3 separate regions of the Oryctolagus cuniculus genome follow, and regions 1 and 3 are each linked to region 2. The links are chromatin contacts, called in public Hi-C maps. All regions are on one chromosome and are shown on one strand. Each heading gives the region's core, a stretch centred on a gene start, on an enhancer-like site or on the middle of the called end of the contact. The rest is flanking DNA. Distances are from core to core; before and after follow the strand shown.

Evidence for each region. A called contact is a pair of places that touch in the nucleus more often than the background predicts.
Region 1: a Hi-C map of psoas muscle shows a contact between it and region 2, with 3 times the contacts expected there. The contact joins the enhancer-like site here to the promoter of HIVEP2 in region 2. A contact is called at or near these places in 3 of 6 Hi-C or Micro-C datasets (ear pinna, psoas muscle and skin fibroblasts).
Region 3: a contact with region 2 is called in a Hi-C map of embryonic fibroblasts, with 2.9 times the contacts expected there. The contact joins the enhancer-like site here to the promoter of HIVEP2 in region 2. A contact is called at or near these places in 3 of 6 Hi-C or Micro-C datasets (embryonic fibroblasts, liver and skin fibroblasts).

Annotation. Positions count from the first base shown.
Region 1 is chr5:25,763,059-25,767,213 of mOryCun1.1, reverse strand. The region is part of intron 1 of HIVEP2 (HIVEP zinc finger 2); the gene reads right to left. Among named protein-coding and RNA genes, the nearest start is that of HIVEP2, 68 kb to the right of the region's middle. Within about 2 kb of position 2,568, at least 1 of the 8 cell types and tissues checked has an H3K27ac peak or open chromatin away from gene starts, as enhancers often do.
Region 2 is chr5:25,695,540-25,699,324 of mOryCun1.1, reverse strand. It overlaps HIVEP2 (HIVEP zinc finger 2), which reads right to left and starts at 1,700. Exons shown (of 10, transcript XM_051855304.2): 1 at 1,390-1,700.
Region 3 is chr5:25,819,911-25,824,071 of mOryCun1.1, reverse strand. The region is part of intron 2 of HIVEP2 (HIVEP zinc finger 2); the gene reads right to left. Among named protein-coding and RNA genes, the nearest start is that of HIVEP2, 120 kb to the right of the region's middle. Within about 2 kb of position 1,546, at least 1 of the 8 cell types and tissues checked has an H3K27ac peak or open chromatin away from gene starts, as enhancers often do.

The sequences.
Region 1 (4,155 bases), core at 1,319-3,818, 67 kb before region 2:
CTGTAAATGAAGGAAATTGATAATATTTTAACAAGATAATCCATCTCTCCTATTACTGCACTTTTGCTGGTTCCGCCTCTCACTTCTTAGTCTCCTTTATTAGATTCAGCTCTTCTTGTCCCCAAAGCAAGAATGTTTCCCAGCATTCAAAATTCAGCTCTCATATTCCCTTTTTGCTCTCTCTCCAATAGAGACCAGTTCCCACCAGCAAACACAGCAGAATATGAAGACATTTCAGATGATTATTCTGACCAGGACCAAAATTCCCACAACTCGTATCCCACCCCAGGAGGTGAAGTCTCACCAAAAACATAATTCCAAGGAGAAGAAACAAAGGCCAGGGGGGAATCGGACCCTCCCGTGGGAACAGACAGCTGAGTGTCAAGTGGAGCTGACAGGAAGCCTTTGCCACCAGACTCAGTCACCAACGTGGCCTACATTGATGACAAAGGAGCCTCTCTTCTCGGAGATCCTTACTTGCCATTAAAAGCCCAGGTTCTCTGAGGCCTGGAGGCTTGCACCTTTAAAGGCATTTGGCCCCTTCCTTTGAGACAGTTTTCCACATAAAAGAGAAACCTTTGCTTAAGCTTTTCATTACAGATAGGGAAAACTGGCCTACACCCCCTCAGACCTGCCTAAGGGTCTTCGTCTCCAGGCCAAGTTCAGTCCACAACTAAGCTCTACCTTGACTCCTCCCACCCATCATACCCATACACAACTCAGGGTCACAATCCCAACTGTAGGTTCCTCATACCCCTATCGTCAGAGCAGTTAGAGAGAGCACTTCAAAACGTTTGTTAAAAAAGGAACCAAGTCTATTTTGTAGTTCTGAAATTGACGCATATCAGGGATCTTCAAGAAGGTCAGAGAAAATGTGTGTTATGGAAAACTATGAGAGGATCTTGAAAACTTTTGCACCAAAACAAACTTATCTTTTAATTTCATTTCCCACAAACTTTTTTTCATAAGATTTATTTATTTGTTTGAAAGGCAGAGTTACAGAGAAGAAGAGGCAGAGAGAGACAGAGATCTTCCATCCACTGGCTCACTCCCCAATTAGATGCAACAGCTGGATCTGGGCCAATCTGAAGCCAGGAGCCAGGAGCTTCTTCCAGGTCTCCCATATGGGTGCAGGGGCCCAAGGACTTGGGCCATCTTTTGCTGCATTCCCAGGCCATAGTAGAGAACTGGATCAGAAGTGGAGCAGCTAGGACTCGAACTAGCTGCCATATGGGATGCCAGCACTGCAGGCAGCAGCTTTACCTACTATGCCACAGTGCCGGCCCCTTCCACAGACTTTTTAAGTACCCTCATATAAAATCTATCTCCTCCCCAGCAGTTTCAGTCTTTCCTTTCTCCATGTTTGGGACCCTCATTCCTGGAACCACTGGGTTTCAAGTGAAGTCATCTTTGCCATCTCTAGTACTGTGATTGGATCCAACATGAGCCATACACCATTCTCTCCCCATTCTTGACTCAAGCTAATTGAGAACAGAAGTTTTTTTTTTTTTTTTTTTAGCTTATGCTTTATAGTGACAGTGCATAGATTCTTGTTCATTGGTACTATACGAGTACATTCTTAGCTCTCTTTAACTTTTTCCCTCAGAAGGAAGATAAATTCTTCAGTGGACCATGCCATGTGGCTTTATGAATACCTCTCTACTCAAATAAGTGCAACCTAAATAACAGAGAAGGAAGCAACTTTGGAGATGGCCTTACTTAGTTCACCACAGGGGTCAGACTGCGATTTTATAGAAAATAAAGCAGTTGTGGGCAATTAGTTATTTAAATATCCATAAGTCTCCAAGTCAAGAATTTCAAGTGTCCAGTAAAACAACTGAAAGGAAGCATATTTAAAATTTTTTCTTTACTTATTTTCATTTTATTTGAAAGGCAGAGAGAGAGAGAGACATACACCTGGGTGACTCCCCAAATGAAACCAGGAGCCCGGAACTCAAATTAGATCTCCCACATGGATGGCAGGGGCTCAAATACTTGAGCCATCACTGCTGCCTTCCTGTGTTAGCAAGAAGCTGGAATCAGGAGCAGAACCCAGACTCCAAGAATGACGTTGGGTGCAGGCATCTCAAGCAGTGACTTAACCATTATACCAAATGCCTGCATTTTTAAATAAAATTCTGCATGAAGAATATAACCCATTTGAGACATAACAAGAATCCCCCTACACAAGATAGAGGATACTCAGGGCTTCCTCTAGCTATGAGGCCATCAGATAGTATCACTGAACCTGAGTGAAGTTAGACAAACACCTTTGGTGAAAATTAGTGAACTTGAGTTCCAATATCTGTGTTCAAAAACATGGCCTCTGAAGTCCTGAGTTCAGCTCTCAGGACAGTCAGACCTACAGAGCTCCGTCTCTTATAGGTACTATGTCTTCTCCCAAGGGAAAGCAGTAGAACGAAACATTTCCACTAAAGTATATCTGTCTCTCTAAGCACCATATCTCCCCCATGATATGTGTCTCTTGCAGAGCGCCCAAACTCCTGCTCTGTGACAGGCCTTCCTAAGGCCACTACTGAGCATGAGCTGCTAACCCTGCTGACTCAGATGATGACATCTTGTTGTAGAAACCTGAGCTCCTTATGGTGGATCTAAGTATCAGTCGCTGGGGGCCAGGGCCAACCTCTGTCACAGGGGAGATTAAGACAACACAGTCAAAGCTGCAAAAGCTGCCCTAACTAATTACAAGAGTTTGATACCCTTATCAGAGATACAAAAGGACTCTGCCCAGAGACACCAGGCTCTCACTTGGTGTCATACCTGTGGTAAGGTCAGAGCCTAAGTCCCAGCAGATAAGCACTCAGCAGTAGAGCTTGCCACTAGCTGCTGTAAATACAGTGGGTGATTTTGAGCACAGAGCCCATTCATTTAGTAGGACTCAGTCCTCATCTTAAAATATCTACAGTAAACATGGAAGAACTTCAATGTGATTAATCACCAAGAAGAATTCATAAAACTAAGAAGTCATCCAATATTAATTCACTATCTACACAGGTAAGGAGAAGAAACATTTACCAAACAAAATACTTGATACCTTCCTAGATTGAGCTTTATAAATGGGTCATCAATTGGTCTGACACTGTCAGGTTCATTTTAACTGTAGGTAATTTTAAGGGCTTCTCTTTTCTGCTTATGTAATACTGGAGTAATGTTAATAGGAAATGGTAAAATTTAGTGTCACATTATCACAACGTTTTAGGCTGGTCTCTAGCATTTGCATCTTTCTTCAGAAGACCTGCAACATAACAGGAACTATAATGAAAGGATCACATATTAACCAGGAAACTCCACTGGCTGCACCTACCAAAGCTGATAAGCCAATCACTCATACTACACTCAGACAGTCTGATTATACATAAGTAATAAAAGTGCCTCCATAGAAACCAAGTACACAGTGGAATCTGCACACAGTGTGGAATCTGCTCTCTCTCACACTCAGAAAGGTCTCACCTCAAGCAAGGATTTTGCTAACTTAGGTTCACATAGCACCATACACTGACATCATTAGATTTCCCACCTTTGGAATTTCACAGTTTTAAGATCACTAAAAGCTCTGCATGTGGTGAAAGAAAATGTTTCAGAGAAAAGATCTGCATAGGTAGTTATAAAAATACCAAAGCAGATTCCACGCTAAGCTTTGCCAAAAAAGGAACAATTACTGTTGTCCATCAGCATGCAGCCTTGAAATTAAATTCTCTTCTCCAAACAGAAGCAGCCATCATATGATCAAAACTAGGCTGTCCTGCCCAAACTCAAATAGTTCTTATACGGAATACACACAATGCAATCAATAGACAAGCAGCTATTTCCCTCCCACACAAACTATAATCTTCTGTGAAATATATTTTTAATGAAGAATACAGAACCCTCCTACGTGTTTGGCTCTGCCCTCACACTCCTCCCCATAACAGCATAAAGAAAGGAAGAAGAATTTTATAGCTTCTAATAACATCTCTTATAATGTAGGGCCAAGAAGAATGGTAGCATATGAACTAACTCCTGAGTGGGTCTTTGGCACATAACGTTGCCCTTAGGATCACAGCAGAGCTAGTCACCAATGACCCCTGGGGGACAGTACAATGAAGGAAACATAAACAATGGATCTCACCAATATTTTAATGATTTTCTTTTAAT
Region 2 (3,785 bases), core at 451-2,950:
GATAGCAGCCGGCAGGGCCGCCGCGGCAGAGCCCCCTCGTTAACCCCCTTCCTGTGGCTGCACCACGTCATGGAACATTCCCGGAACGGGCCAACGTTCCACCCACTTCAGGGAACAGACATAAAGGCGCAGACCCAGCTCCCCACAGTGCACAGCCCAAACACACATGTCCCTTCCCGGTCCCCGGCCAGACGCACAGACCAACACGCATGCAAACAGCCCCCCACCCGTCTCCACGCGCCCCGGGGCCAGTCGGGCCGCGGCCGGGGGCGCTGTGCGGCCGCTGCACCCGCAAAGCGAGGACGCCGCCGCCTGAGCCTTCCATCGAGACAGTCCCCTCCTTCCTCGCTTCCTTCCTTCTCTCCTGCCGTCTTCCTTCCTTCCTTGATGGGGAGGAGAAAGGAGGCACTGAAATGCCCACAGCCGGCGCCCGGGCTGCGCTCGTTCGGCCGCAGGCCGGCGGCCGGGCCCTCGCGCCGCCCGCGCCGCCCCCCGGCCCGCGCCGCGGCCCCCTCCCCCGCTACCTGACCACGGGCGGCCAGCGGCCGCGGCAGCCGCAGCGGTGGTGCGCGCCGGTGCACGTCCCTCATTAGGAACCAGGCACATTCCTGCCTCCAGCGCTCCCGCGCGGCCCCCTCCCCCCAGGACATTACGCAAAGCAGCCTCCCCTCATCTGCATAGATCCCCGGCCAGGGTATTCCCCGCATTTCCCAACGCACCGGACCCCCCCACCCCCGCCGAGGTCTCTCCCATCCCCGCCCCCTCCGACCCTCACCCTGGCGGAACCGGCAAGGGGCCAGGGGCGCGCGCGCCGGCGAGGCGGATGGAGTTCAGCGGCGGCGATTTCGCTAATAAAGTGAAACAAGCTCCTAACGCTGGACGAGGCAGGAAAAACGCAGCACCGAGGCCACTTACCGAGCCGAGGAGGGACCTAGATTCCCGCCGCTCCGCTCTCCCAGTGGTCGGTCCGCCCTCCGCGCACCCCGGCGCGGCACCCAGCACCCCCGAGCGCGGACGTGGAGCGACGCCGTTCACCAGCTGGGAGACCCTCCAAGTTGCTCCGGGCTCCGGGAGCGCCAACGGCCAACACACAACTTGGCAAATACTTGTGCCACAGTCACCGTGGGGTTTGTGCGGCGACCCTCCTGCGCCCAGCTCGCCGCCTCTCCACCCCCTCACCTCCAGCCCGCCCCCGCCGGCCGCCCGCCCGCCCGCCCGCCCGCCCGCCTCCGGGCCGCGAGCCCCTCAGGCGGCTGTCAGCTCCCGGCCGCCGCCGCCGCTGCCGCTGCCGCCGCCGCCGCCGGGTGACAGGGGCGGGAGGAGGGCGCGACGCGGCGGCCCGAGCCCGAGCGGGCGAGGGGGATCCTCGCAGCCGCGGCGGCCGCTCACCTGGAAAGTCACCGCTGAGGAGGAGAAGGAGGAAGAGGAGGAGGGAGAGGAGGTGGAGGAGGAAAGCCCCCCGGTGCCCTTGTTGTCGCTGCCGCGGCGGCCGCTCCTCGCCGAGGCTGAGCGTGTCTGGTGGGGGGTGTCTGGTAGCATTTCCTTAAGGACAGAGGGAGGGCGGGCGCGGAGGGAGGGGAGAGATCCCGACCGCCGGCCGCGGCTCCTCTCGCCTTTATTTATTTTTCTGACACTGTACGCAGAGGGGCGCGGGGCCGGGGCCGCCGGGCTCGGGCGGGAGCCGCGAGGCCCGGGCCGCAGCTGTCTGCGTGCGGGAGCCGCAGCGGCCGCCTCCCCTCCCGGGCTGTGGACGCACCGGGTTATTCCTGGCAGCGCCTCCCCGAACAGAAGTTACTAGGAGGAGTGCGCGGCGAGGGCGGGCGGAGGGAGGGAGGAAGAGGGAGAGACTCAGCCAGCGACGTCATCGGATCCCCCAGCGCGTCCCAGGGAGGGAGGCCGAACCAGAAAAACCAGTCTGGAGCCGGAGAGCGGGGAGCGCGGGGCGGCGCGCGGGGCGACCCGGGCGCGAGGGCAGGGCCGGCCCCTCGGCGGCCGCGCTGGGTGGGAGATTGCGGCTGTCCTCCCGCTGGCGGGCAGCGGGGAACTCCCTGAAGAGCTGGTCTCTGCTTGTCATGAAACACACACACACACACACACGGGCGTCTCTGTAAGCCTGAGAATTTCCTTTAAGGATGTGGAAACCTCCCTCGCCCCCACTCCTCCCCATCTTCCACATTTCCCAGAGAATCTTTCCCTGCCTGCCTGCCGAACAGAATTACATAATAACCAGTCCCGACCTCAGATTTTTGTTCGAGGACCTCGGATCCCTTGCCTCTCCCGAGCCCCCGCCTCTATTCACAATTCTGGTATCGGTCCAGAAAAATAAGACCAGCCTGCAGCTCCTAGGTGCATTTCTGGAGCTTAGCAGAGTGTTTTACCAGCACTTTCCGTGCCCCTGCGGAAGCGCCAACTTTTCTCGCGCGCGCGCAACGCCCCCGGGATGCTTTCCCGGGGTCGCTTCCCGGGACGCCTCGGGCGCACCCAGGGACCACAGTCCACCCCCGTCGGGGTTTCCAAATGGGCTTGGGCAACGGCAGAGCCAGGCAGCTGCTGGGCTCCCGGTGGGTCGCGCCGGGACCTCGGGGCGGGCAGCCACCTCCACCCGCGCGCTCCCCTCATCTCGGAAGGGACCGGGAGTAGGAGCGCACCCAGCCCAGGGAGGGCGGGCGAGGGAATCCCAGGCGAGCGGGGGCCGAGGCTCTCTGGGCTTCCTCCCCGGCCCGGCGACACCTGGGATCCCTCGAGCCGTTACCCGGCGCGTGTGGACTCGTGTGCACTCTCCGGCGAGGTTCCCGGGAGGCCAGCGCCCGGAGCGCCTCCTCCGGGTGGGCTCCCCGCCGGGCGCGGACCGCGCTCCACCACGCCTGGGCTTCCGAGTCGCCGCGCCCGGCCGAACCCAGCCGAGCGCCCCGGGCGCCTCCCCGCTCGCCTCTTCCCCTCCTCCCCCGGCCGCGCCACCGCCCTGCCTGGGGCGGAGTAAACAAGAGACGCGCAAGATTTGACCTGGCGCGACCCGGCTTTCTGGCCGGGGTTCCCCCTGAGCAGGTGACTCCGTGGGAGGGGTGGAAATTAGTCTCTGGAATTCCGGGCCAAAGACATGCACTGTGGTTCTGCTTTTAAAGCAGGTATTTCACCAACGGCTGCGCTGTGTTTTGCGTCTCGAATTTCAGATTTCGCAGAAAGGGACCAAATGTCAGGACTTAAAATATTCCCTTCCCTTTTCATTAAAAAGGGATACATTAAAGAGGCGGGCAGCCCCTTCAGGGACGGCCACAGTAGCGCTGCTGGTTTCGTTTTGGTTTGCTTTTGTTTTTCATTTCGATCTATACTCCGGGGGATTTGAGGCCTCCGAGCAGTGGCGATGTCGTTGGCACCGGCGACCCTATACAAACAAGCGGTGATACCTTTTTCTTACTCGATTTTTTTCGGAGGAGAAAATCTGAACATTGGGAATACGTTCCACCGTGTCCGTCCTTTAGGTTCATCTCACTCACATTCGGGGCCTACTTCCGCTTAAGCAGCTTCTGCTTTCATTGTATAGGTCGTTTAATAGTCAACCTTTGTTAAGTGGAAGACCTTAAGAACAACTCGCGGGATCATCATTTTCCTCTAAGTGTGTATCATTGCATTTTTAAACATCCATTTAAAACGCAAAATCTGATTTCCAAAAACGTTTTTTTCATTTTGAAACCCACCTGCTATATAGTCCCAGAGCCCATTTTATTTAATTGCTTAATAGCCAAGATTAAGCAATTGCTGTAAGAATCCAATTTCTCTTAAGCACG
Region 3 (4,161 bases), core at 297-2,796, 120 kb before region 2:
CTCTGCTTGTGTGAATGTAATTCTCTCCCCTTGTCAATATCTTGCCCATCTTTAAATCCTTCTTCAGGAATATTTCTGATCTCAAGCCCCCAACCCCAACATACCTATGAGAAAATGACTTCTTTCCCCCTCTGAATTTACATAGCATTTCATTTATTCATCTCTGAGGGTACTATTATAAGCTTCTACTACTACTGTAAGCTTCCTTATATCCAAGCCAGGTATACAGCAGTCTTATCTGAGTTTTAGGGTGTATAACCAACTTGAAGGCTGAAATGCAGACCTGCTCATCTTTGTGTTCTTCCTCAGCACCAGAATACTCAATTCACATGGAAGAGATTCCGTAAATATTCATGGAATTTAACTGAACTAAAGCTTTTACAAATAGCCAAATATGCTCAGGTACCATGTAAGAAGAATGGGAACTCAAGCTAACTGAGTGTTGGTGTCTGTGAGGACTGGTGTTCTCAAAATTTCCATTAAGACTGATGACAGAATCAAGCTCTGCTACAGTCAATGAATAATTTATTTGTGCACAAAGCATTCTGTTAATGGAAATCTTTTTATGGCTCAAGATCTAAAATATACTTACTGCCCCCTACTTATTAAATGTTTGCTTTAATCATTAGTACAGAAGGTAATGACAAATGGTAATTACAGGATCATTATAAGCTCTTAAACAATTTAATCAAGAGTATCTCTTCTGAAATTTAGAAACTCTTTGTGGACGGCAATGGGGTGGATAATACTGGAACTGGACAACTCATTGCTCTCATCAAATTAAGAAACTAATGTTTTCTGTTGTTAGAAATACCACCAATTGAGAGGGTAACTTTAGGTTCAACAGGCTGGTAGGTTTCTTTCAGATGTGAGTGCTCAGTTAAGCCACCCCTCCGCTTGCATGAACTACACTGCCTCAGTCACATACACCATGGAGAAGGAGATGCGCGTGTGTTTGCGTAGATGGTGCAGGTCTGCCAAGAGACATTCCTTTGCTGTGCTATTTCAGCAAGTCGTGAGATGGCAACGACCATGCTCTTCAAAATGAAAAGATAGCTATTTTTCCTCTACGTTTGTATTTTAGGAGGCTGAAAAGCACACTTCTGGCTGCTGTGACATCTCTGACATGTACACATGTCCCTGAGGAAGTGAATTTGTGGGGGATTTCAGCGGGTTAAGGTTGAGAAGATCTAAAACCATGTTAAGTTCTTGTAAACATTTAAGGAGCCAAAAGGTCAGCAAGAAGAGGAAGAAGCCCCCTGAAATTCCTGCCTGGAAAAAGAAAAGTTAAGTCATATAAAATTTATACTTTTGTAGGTGGACGATCAAATTCATGCTTTTCAACTGGTGTGCAAATTCATCACACGGCTTTTCATACCAGCTTCTCTCTTTATCTCCCTTCTTCTATTAAAAGTAATATTCAAACTCCCAGGCTCAAAGCCTGAAGTCATCACTGACAGCTTTTTCCTGCTTCCCACCCGCACACTGCACACACACACACACACACACACACACACGCCCTCTCCCATCCTCAGTCAGGCAGTCCTACACAGGCTTCCTGTGCACTTTCCCTCACATTGTGTGCAGCCTGTCAATCTTTTCCACTTCCACTCCAACTCAGACCCTGAATTGTTGTCTGACCTCCCACTGCACAAAGATCAGAAGTTACTCTGGGTCCACGTGGCAAATTTCCAAAGGACAGGTCTGGGCCCAGTGCCTTTGGATACATGGAATCCAGGGACAATTATCAGAGGCATTGACCTGTTAAGAAAGCATCAAAATAGACTTAAGGAAAATAATCTTTAGCTGAAGCCCCAAGGGCACCATAATGCAAAATATGCAAAATGAAGAACTGAGGGGGAAGACTGGAGGAAGTCAAGTCAGAAGCAATTCTCTGTACTTAGGATTCAAGTATTCACTCAAGTGTTTTGTGCAGTGCCTTCATCTGTGATCTAAGTGTGGGAGGAGCCCCCAAAGAGCACACATCAGGTGACAATTCCCGGTGGGAATTCATGGAAGTGCCTCTTAGGTGGCTTTGTGCTTGCACTGATGGCTGCACCCACTCACTCCACCCTCACTTCCACTCCCTACGCCACTGCCATCCAACACAGCCCTGCCAGAACGATCTTCCTAAATCACAGCGCTGAGTGCACCACTCCTCTGCTCAGGAGCAGTCGTGGGCCTCCCAGCACAGCCAGCACAGCCAGATCCCATGTGTGCACAGCCCTTAACCCTGCACCCAGGACAGCTGTGCTCTGCCTTCACTTGACGCTGGCACCTGCTTCTTTCTTCCAGGGATCCCTGACATTCTGAGGCCATATTTTAGGTTATCTCATTAAATCTTTTAAGCCTTCAAAGTCTGAGCCCTTTAATCATTCCAGAGGACCCTACAGAGGGGGCTGAATGTTCAGACACTAGGATCTGAGTAGGAAAGAAGATTATAAAATCAGAGGACCACAAATTTCAGTTACAGTTTCGTAGAAAACAATAGCTACGAAATTTTTGCTTTCATGGTCAAGACAAGGAAAAGAATACATGCTTGTGTGAGAATGTAGGTGCCTTGATTTAGTTTTATTTATTTTGTGGGGAAGAGGGTTATTATTTTACTTTAAAAACAGTCTTTTTGCATTAAAATATCATCAAAAATTCAGAAATTTGTTCCTATGACTCTGCTCTAGATATTTAATAAATATCAGATGTGCTGATTGATATCACTCACATAATTAAGATTAAATATGTGCCTGGGCATCAGTTTTTCAGGCCACCAAAAGATTTTAAAACTCATAGAAAATATTTTTATTGCTGGCGCCGTGGCTCACTTGGCTAATCCTCCACCTGCAGCGCCAGCACCCCATGTTCTAGTCCCGGTTGGGGCGCCGGATTCTGTCCCGGTTGCTCCTCGTCCAGTCCAGCTCTCTGCTGTGGCCCGGGAAGGCAGTGGAGGATGGCCCAAGTGCTTGGGCCCTGCACCCACATGGGAGACCAGGAAGAGGCACCTGGCTAATGGCTTCGGATCGGCGCAGTACACCAGCCGCAGCACGCCGGCCATAGCGGCCATTTGTGGGGGTGAACCAATGGAAAAAGGAAGACCTTTCTCTCTGTCTCTCTCTCACTGTCTAACTCTGCCTGTCAAAAAATATTTTTATTAAATTCAATAACTGCTTAATTAGGCATTTACTTGTTTCTCAGTCATCACTTTTAAAAGACCAAAGAGGACACCAACACAATGAAGAACTATTTTGTCCCTTACAGTATAGAATGTGAGATAAAAATTTCACCTTAATCACTTTGTAAGCACAAAAATACAGACAAAAAAGTGACATGGGAGACATATTAAGTGTTATGGGAATTCTGAGAGCAGATGAAAGAAAACAAGAGGATAAACAATACTGAAATAAGAGAATTAACCACACTCTGACATCAGTGAAATACATTAACTAATAAACAAATAATAGATGAGGCAGAAAATGCAATTCAGAAAGTTTTTGTCTTTTGGCAAATCACAGATAAGAAGCTGATCAGGCTCACATATAAATAAAGGTCTATAAGTGGGGATTTTGTCCAATACCCAATTTAGGGATTGATAGTCACTCTTGACTATCAAGTATAAAGATGTTGCTTGAAGATTCTGAGATTCTCAGATCTAGGGAGGTGACTGGGTAAATGTAAGAGTTACTGCCCTCAGCTAGCTGATACCTTCAGAGGTCTGGAAAATACACATTCTACATGGAGTGCCTCAAATTTCTCAATCGTATGAGTTCTGATTCTCCCCCCCAAATTTAAATATGGCTTCTCTTTCTTCATATGAATCACACTCAACAACATGTCAAAAAAAGTTCTAATATTTAACCACTAGCAGCCCAGCAGACTGGTGTGACCTCTCAGTGAACATGACATATAATCTGAAGTCAGGAGAACCGGTGTTGAATTCTGGTTCCATGACTCACTAGTTCTGTGACTTTGAGTAAATCACTCACCTGTAACTCCACTCCCATCCCCACCAGTCTCCATTGCCTCATCATAAAATAAAATATGAGTAATATCTATATAACTGCTAATGCCTCAGATGAGATAATATACAAGGAAGCTATTTGTAAACAGCAGCGTGTTACCCAAATATTAGTGCATGTCTCAAAAATTCCGCTGTGTAGGTTCTGTTTG